Regions from separate parts of the Sus scrofa genome. Here region 1 is linked to region 2. Evidence: chromatin contacts called from public HiChIP or PLAC-seq data. All regions are on one chromosome and are shown on one strand. The core of a region is the stretch at or near the end of the contact, and the rest is flanking DNA. Distances in the headings are between cores, read along the strand shown. Region 1 holds the start of LOC106507937. Region 2 has its middle 14 kb from the start of FRY.

Region 1 (3,940 bases), core at 24-2,523, 140 kb before region 2:
ATTTGTAAAGAAACACTGCATGAAATGTGTTCATCTGCCATTTTGCATAAACCTGATGACATCTGTCACTTCCATTTGGCTTCAGGAAAAAATCTGTAAATTCGGGCAACTGACTTTGCTCTTCTGAAGTTCAATCGCCTAGTCTGAAAATAGGAATGAATACGTGCCCAGCTTTCCTAACACGATGTCTATGCAAAGGCATTGTACCTCATGGCATAATATGCGATTCAAATTTAAAGACGCCTAAAAATAATAACGAACATTTGCTGAGAGCTTACTGTGTTCTAGGCACTTTGCTAAGTGATTTATGTGCAATGTTTAATTTGCACAACCCTACGACAAATTTTCGGAAGGAGGGTTCATAGGGAACCGCCAATGCTTTGTGCCTGTACAGGAGAGGGCAGGAGCCTGTCGGGGGAGAAGGTCCTTCCTGTGGTCAAGGATAGCGCAGGAAGCATTTGGGAGAGAGGAAAAAAAGATGGCAGGAGCCGAGAAGAGAAGGGAGCCCTCCTTCTTCTTTTGTTCTGTGAACCACTGTTATGTTCAACTTACTAATACAAGCCTAAGGGGATTCAGCCAATCCCTGAACTGGCTGGGGGCCGTCGCCTGGGACCAATCCTTGAAATTCCTTATTCAGGAAAAAAAGGGGGGAGGCGGAGGGAGAGGGATGGACTGGGAGTCTGGGGTTAGCAGATGCAAACTATTGCAATTGGAGCGGATAAGCTATGAGATCCTGCTGTCGAGCACAGGGAGCTGTATCCACTCACTTGTGAAGGAACATGGGGGAGGATGATGTGAAAAAAAGAATGGGTGTATATATATCTGTACGTATACACACACACACACACACACACACACACATACATAATATAGATATAACCGGGTCCCTTTGTTATACAGCAGCAATTGACAGAACACTGTAAATCCAGTATAATAAAATTTTTTTTAAAAAGAAACTTTTTATTCAGGAAACTGAGCTGTGACGGACGGGGAACCCACACCAACTTTGATCTCATTTTGTCAATGATGAAGAAAACGAAGTTTCTTCTCCAGTAACAATGTACCGTGGATGTGGCCGGGAAGAGTCTGACATAGAAGCTCTCCTGTCTCCAGGGTGTGGTGGCAACTGCATCCACATGTGACTGGCCTCGGGGGAGTAAAGCGACTCAAGACGTGAAACCCACATTCATGGCTATTCGATTTCTGCGCTTTTGTCCTCCACCCTTGAGATCGGAAGGGGCTCAGGCTCCCAGGGTTAACAGCCCTGTGCGAGGGCCAGCTCGGCCAGTGATCCCGCCAGGAGAAGGGCCTCTGGCTGCTTCAGATGCTTGGGAAAAAGGCCTCTTCACAGGCTTCCCATATAAGGCCAGTCATCTTCTTGACTGTGCCCTGAGACTCCAACTCTCAGGATTATTTATTTGTCCTTCCCCCTCATAAAACCGGTCCCCAGCGCTGGGGGCTTTGTGAGAATGTACGTGATATGGAACACGACACGCTATAAATAGCGCTGCCATTCCAATCACGTCTGACCGAATGCCCTCCCCACCGCCGGGCACCCCGGGCTGCAGATCCAGGCGCCGCTGGATGAGGCTGTCGGGGCCGCTGCAGAGGTCTGCATCTCCCACGGGGATCTGCTGCAGGAAGGGGGCTCTTGTCTCACACTCGGAGATGAACTGTGCCCACCACGGGAGAGACTTGATTGGGAAGGAGCGCCCAGGCAGAGAGCAGCGGGTGAGGGGGCCCAGGAGGACCGCTCTGCCAGGGGCCTCTCGGTCTCAGGGTGGATGCAAATGGGGTTAGTTTCTGTCTCTGGCCAACTGGCCTGCTCAGCCCATACTTGGTCTGGCCCAGGGTCCTTCTTGGTGGTGTGGGCATCGCTCCGCCAAGATGGATTCCAGCACCGAAGATTCTGGAAGGTTGGTTATCTCCTCCCTCCTATTGCCCCCTCCCCAATTCTCCAGGTGAGTCTTCAGGGCAGCATCAGGTTCGCTACCAGGGCCTCCTGTTTTGAGACAACGCATGCAAGCGGCTATACTGTGTATGGCCAAGGGGGGTGGCTTCAATTAATGGTCCCCTGATAGATTCACAGCCAGAGAGCATTAGAGACCCGAGCAGAAGGCTGCATGACCTTCAAAACACTTAGCATTTCAAAGCGTTTAGTTACAGAATCATCGCCAGCCAATGAGAACGTCAAGGAAATAAGTGACCTTTCCTTCCTCTTCAGTTTAACCCATGACCGTCTTTCCCTGCTGTCACATTTTCCCTCAGATTAACCCAAGGGCTGTGTCTACTGCCACTTTAGCCCTGGCAACCAGCTCAAGAAACAGGCAGTACTATTCCAGCTTCACCAAGAGAAGAAGACAGGCTGAGGAATTACATGACGTGTCAAGATCACATGGCCAGGAAAATGGCAAAGCAGGGAAGCAAAATTTGGGATTTACTCCCACGGCGGGGGGGGGGGGGCACCTCCTCCGCAACTCTGCCGGCGCCTCCCCTTCTCGGATGGTGGGTCTTCGGCCCCGCAGTGCTCACTGCCACAGCCAACCCGTTCACCAGGCACCCCCTCTGGGACCCGCCTGTGGTCCCACCCTCCCGCTGCTGCCCATGGCTGCTCCTTCCCATCTCTGGGTAATCCTGGCGCTCGTCTCATGGCTCTTCCTCATTCTCCACATTTCTCCCATGACTTCGCCATCATCCTGGGAGACTCCGTGTTGGCGTGGATGATGCTTGATAGCGTCTCAATCTCTCTATGCCTCTGCTTCCCGCCTCCCAAATCACCATGTTTATTATCCACGGGGAATCCACCTGCTGCTCCTCCGTCAATCTTCTCCTCCCCCGGCCCTGGAAGCCCCTTTGTGATCCAGGCCTGTGTTCCCTCTTTGCTCACTGCGCCCCTATTTCTGATGAAGGCGCTCCAGGCTCACGTTCTGGTGGCTGGGCCTCAGCAAACGCCTAGGATGCAATCTGTTTTCAGTTTATCTTCTTCTTACAGTATGTCCTAGACATGCAACAGAAGAAAGAAGGACCCGTGGCCTGGAGGTGGCTGCTTAGAGCAAAGAACAGATGGCAGGTTACAGGTAACACACGTCGGCGGAAGGGTAGACGGCTGTGGCTGGAGAACGGCAAGGCTTGACACAGTGGTTATGCAAGCAGGGCATGTTCCGTAAAGCTCACGAGCCAGCACCATCCTGGGCTAGTGCCCACGGGAAGAAGGAAAGCAGTGAAGCGGGTGGGGCTGGACAGTGGCTATAAAGCTATTAACAGACGGCCAGAAGTGATCAACACAGGCGTCCAGACGGGCTGTGCAGAGCGGGACACATCAGGACCACAATCACTGGGACACAGCGCTCCCCATGGGGACACTCAGAGCCACCGGAGGCCACCGGGTGATCGGCAGGGCTTGGGCCATTTTTTGGATGTTGATGAGACGGTCCTCTCCCAAGACTACAGAGTATCAGTAAGCGAGGCTCGGCCTCATGCATCTTTCGCCCAGGCAGCATTTATACCCGTTATCCTTCTTTGGCCTTTCCTCTGTCCCACCGTTAGCAGATTAACCAGCCCCAATTGCCCTTTTTTATCATGGTTTTCTCCTGCGTAAAAACTCCAGCCGTCCAAATGCCTCAGCTAATAGAAAAGGGGAGTTGAAAAATCTCTCTCTCTAGTCTTACTCCCATTTCTTTTTATCACTGGGTTTCTAAACTCTTTTTTCTTGCTTTTTTTGAAAATCAAGGATGGCGTTTTGTTCTTCCTTATTCTATCCCCTCCATACACCCCATTTCTAATGATTTTGCCTTCTAAAGGCATTGAGGTAATAAGAAACTTTGGATTTTTAAGTTAAAGACACGCACACCTGTCAACCAGAATGTCAGATCAACATGAGAAAAATCAGATTGACTTATAATAATATTTCACTCAAAGCAAACGAACTTTAGGTTCGAGC
Region 2 (3,676 bases), core at 621-3,120:
ATGAAGTTGTCAGGTGGTATATAAAGAATGGAACCCAACAAGAGATGGAAACAACAGTATCACCGGACTTTTCCTAGAAACCCTAGGGCCCACACGCACCGACATCCTTGTCACTGGACCACGGAGGACTGTGTCATCAGAATCCTCACACTGCCAAGGGCATGCGGCACCACTCCTGTTGGCGTGCGACCTAAACGGTCCATGTTTGAGACTACACCGTACAAAATGCCATCGTTGTGCGTTCAAATTAGCTCCCCCCCCAAACTTGTGTATCCATAAGCTTATGAAGGACAGCCTAAATTCTTTGAGTAAACAAGGGGAGAGGAGTTATGTTAGATTATTTACACTTAAAATAGGACTTTGATCTTAAGAGCTAATTTAATTTTTAAGATTTCGTTTGGCTCTGTGTTGTGGAACGCATTTGGTGGATCAAAACTAATAAAATAGAACAGGAAGGTTGCATCCGAGTATACTGTGCCGTATTAAGGCTGAGCGCTGTCTCATCAAACTTCTGTTTTATGTAAATATATAAACAGATACGATGTAGACATATATGTTACACAAATACATACATACGTGAATAATGTGTTGCAATGTAAAGTATTTTTCTCATTGTGCGTCAACAGTCAAAAAAAATGTGAAAATCCTATACCCTGCTGGTGAGACTGCAAATGGGCTCAGCTGCTGTGGAAACATTTAACAGATCCTCCAAAAGTTAAACACAGAATTACCAAATGACCCACTTTATGTATACACCCACAAAGAACTGAAAACAGGAACTCAAACAAAGGTATGTACATCCATGTTCATAGAAGCACTACTCCCAACAGCCAAAAGATGGCACAGCTCAAATGTCCATCAATGGTTGAAGGAATGAACAAATTATGGTCTATTCATACACTGGAATATTATCCAGCCATAAAAAGAACTGAAGTACAGAGACACGCTACATGGATAAGCCTATACTAAGAGAAGGAAGCCAGACATAAAGGTCCCATATTGTATGACTCTCTCTTTTTTTTTTGTCTTTTTGCTATTTCTTAGGCTGCTCCTGCGGCATATGGAGATTCCCAGGCTAGGGGTCTAATCGGAGCCGTAGCCACTGGCCTACACCAGAGCCACAGCAACGCGGGATCCGAGCCGCGTCTGCAACCTACACCACAGCTCACGGCAACGCCAGATCCTAACCCACTGAGCAAGGCCAAGGATCGAACCCACAACCTCATGGTTCCTAGTCGGATTCGTTAACCACTGCGCCACGATGGGAACTCCAGTATGACTCTCTTTTTAAGAAACATCAGAATATGTAAATCCATAAAAATACAAGATGCAGATCGGCTGTTGCCAGAGTGGGGAGATTTTACTCCCTTAATGGTTAAGGATTTTACTCTGGAGCAATGGGAATGTTTTGGAACTAGATGGAGGTGATGGTTGCACGCCATTGTGAATGTCACTTTAAAATGACTAACTTTATGTAATACTAACGTTGTTTCAAGAAATTATTTAAAGGGGGGGGGGGAATTGGAATGCCCTAGCTCCAAAAGGCTTGTTCTTGGGTCTATTTTTCTACTTGCATGGTGATCACTGGTGGTGCTGCTACATCGCCACCTAGTGGTGAAGGCGATGTCTGTCTGGAATTGAGGATACATTGCAGGGGGTTCAATGTTTGAAGCAAGTGAAGACCCAAGCCCTTAACTGAGGCCTCTACTTCACCAGTGCCCAGAGATGCACAGCGATAACCTTCAGCCCTCTTGAGCTTTAGACAGGGAAGAAGGACTCTTTCCAGTCCTGGCCCTGAAATAGTTCTCAAGAAGTCACTGAATCTGAGATTTGTCTGTGAACTGGGACCAGCACACCAGGTTTACTCTAAGGGTTCCTGGAGCATAGAGAATGCCCGTAGCAGGGAAAGGCTCACCAAGGGTGCGTTCCCTTCCCCAGCCTTCATCGTTGCTAAAGCTATTTGGGATGGACTTGTGAACCCCAACGAGATGAGCTGGACCTCTGAGGGGGCTCCCCTGCTTCAGATTGCCATTGCAAGAAAAATTAAGAGGCTGGCTGTCTGGAGCAAAGAGATGGATCTGGAGAGTATGAGTACAGGACCCAGAGCAAGAACTACACAAATGCGAAGCCCAGAGGTGAAAGCAGCAGGACCTGATCTAACAGGACAGGAAGAGGAAAGGCAAGATCTAGCAGACATTTGAGTCACTGCCACAAATGTTGGCTGGAAGTTCTTAATCATTGGGGGCGGGGGGCAAAATACACAAGGCAAAGTATTGGGGTATTTTTGCCAGTGGGTTTGCATGAAAGAGTCCACCTTCACAAAGTGTTCTATAAAACTGGAATGGAAGGCCACGGAACTGTGAGATGTAGTTACAAAAACCACCAGAAAAGACAGACACGCAATTGTGGGCTTTTCAAACAACAAGGCCGAAGGCTATCGGCAGCTCAAAGGGTCAAATAAGAACGTGGAGGAAGGAGGGTCGTGAAATGAATTCGAAACAAAACTGGGAAGAAAACTTACCAGGGCAAAAGGCACGTTTCCCATGGCAGAATATTCAAGATTTGTAAGGAAATGTCTCAAAGTGGTGTCATTTGGCTTCAGAAAACCACAGGAAATGAAAGCCAGACACTCTAAATACTCTTGAGAACGGGATGGGTGGATAGGGGATCGGCAGAAAAGAAAGTCCTGCCCGTGGGTTCGAGAGCCAGGGAAGCGGGGCTCCCCTTTCTGCAGCTGGCCTTTCTTGCTTCCTGCCGCCCCCTTCTCGGGGATGACTTTGCTCCTGTTTTTCTGCCACCAAATCCCCAAAGCCCCCGTCTCCTGTTAGATGGAGGAACTGCCTCTTCTGACCCCTTCTCGCCTTGCTGCTGGGCCCTCACTCCCCTGCTCTCTCAGCCTTTTTCTTTCTGTGAAGCCTTTCCCATTTTCTTCTTTTTTTCTTTTTCTTTTAGGAAGTTCCTAGGCTAGGGGGTCAAATGGGAGCTGCCGCTGCTGGCCTACGTCACAGACACAGCAACACGGGATCCTTCATCCACTGAGCGAGGCCAGGGATGGAACCCGCATCCTCATGGGTAGTAGTCAGGTTTATAACCTACTGAGCCACAGTGGGAGCTCCCTCCTGTCTTTATTCAAATGTTGAATGACTTTCCTCTAACAAGCAAACCACAGACAGTACAAAAACCCTCCTTTTGAGCCCACATTTCCTACCATTTTCTACCTTAGCATCGTTGCTCCCCGTCTCAGCCCAGCTGCCCTCACTCCTCTCCCCCCTCCGCCTCCTGCCTCCCCTTCGGCCAGTTCCAGGCTGTCTTCTGCCGCTCTCCCACTGAGGTGCCAGGAGCCTCCAAGGAGCCCATGGGCACTTCTCCGTCTTTTATTTATTTATTTATTTATTTATTTTGGTCTTTTTGCTATTTCTTGGGCCGCTCCCGCGGCATATGGAGGTTCCCAGGCTAGGGGTCGAATCGGAGCTGTAGCCACCGGCCTACACCAGAGCCACAGCAATGCGGGATCCGAGCCGCGTCTGCAACCTACACCACAGCTCACGGCAACGCTGGATCCTTAACCCACTGAGCAAGGGCAGGGACTGAACCCGCAACCTCATGGTTCGTAGTCAGATTCGTTAACCACTGCGCCACGACGGGAACTCCTCCGTCTTTTATTTAAATGGCATCT

Evidence for each region. HiChIP or PLAC-seq counts read pairs in DNA pulled down with a chosen protein or histone mark.
Region 1: an H3K27ac HiChIP or PLAC-seq map of alveolar macrophages shows a contact between it and region 2. The contact joins the promoter of LOC106507937 here to the enhancer-like site in region 2. A contact is called at or near these places in 6 of 47 Hi-C or Micro-C datasets (blood, embryonic fibroblasts, heart right ventricle and 3 more) and 1 of 2 datasets of contacts at active chromatin or transcription factors (alveolar macrophages).

What each region holds. Positions count from the first base shown.
Region 1 is chr11:8,641,656-8,645,595 of Sscrofa11.1, reverse strand. LOC106507937 reads left to right here and starts at 1,273. Exons shown (of 3, transcript XR_002336484.1): 1 at 1,273-1,731; 2 at 2,269-3,077. All of the region lies in intron 17 of FRY (protein furry homolog), which reads right to left.
Region 2 is chr11:8,502,670-8,506,345 of Sscrofa11.1, reverse strand. No RefSeq gene overlaps it. Among named protein-coding and RNA genes, the nearest start is that of FRY, 14 kb to the left of the region's middle. Within about 2 kb of position 1,870, at least 11 of the 83 cell types and tissues checked have an H3K27ac peak or open chromatin away from gene starts, as enhancers often do. A contact at or near this core is called in alveolar macrophages and subcutaneous adipose tissue, where this site is marked.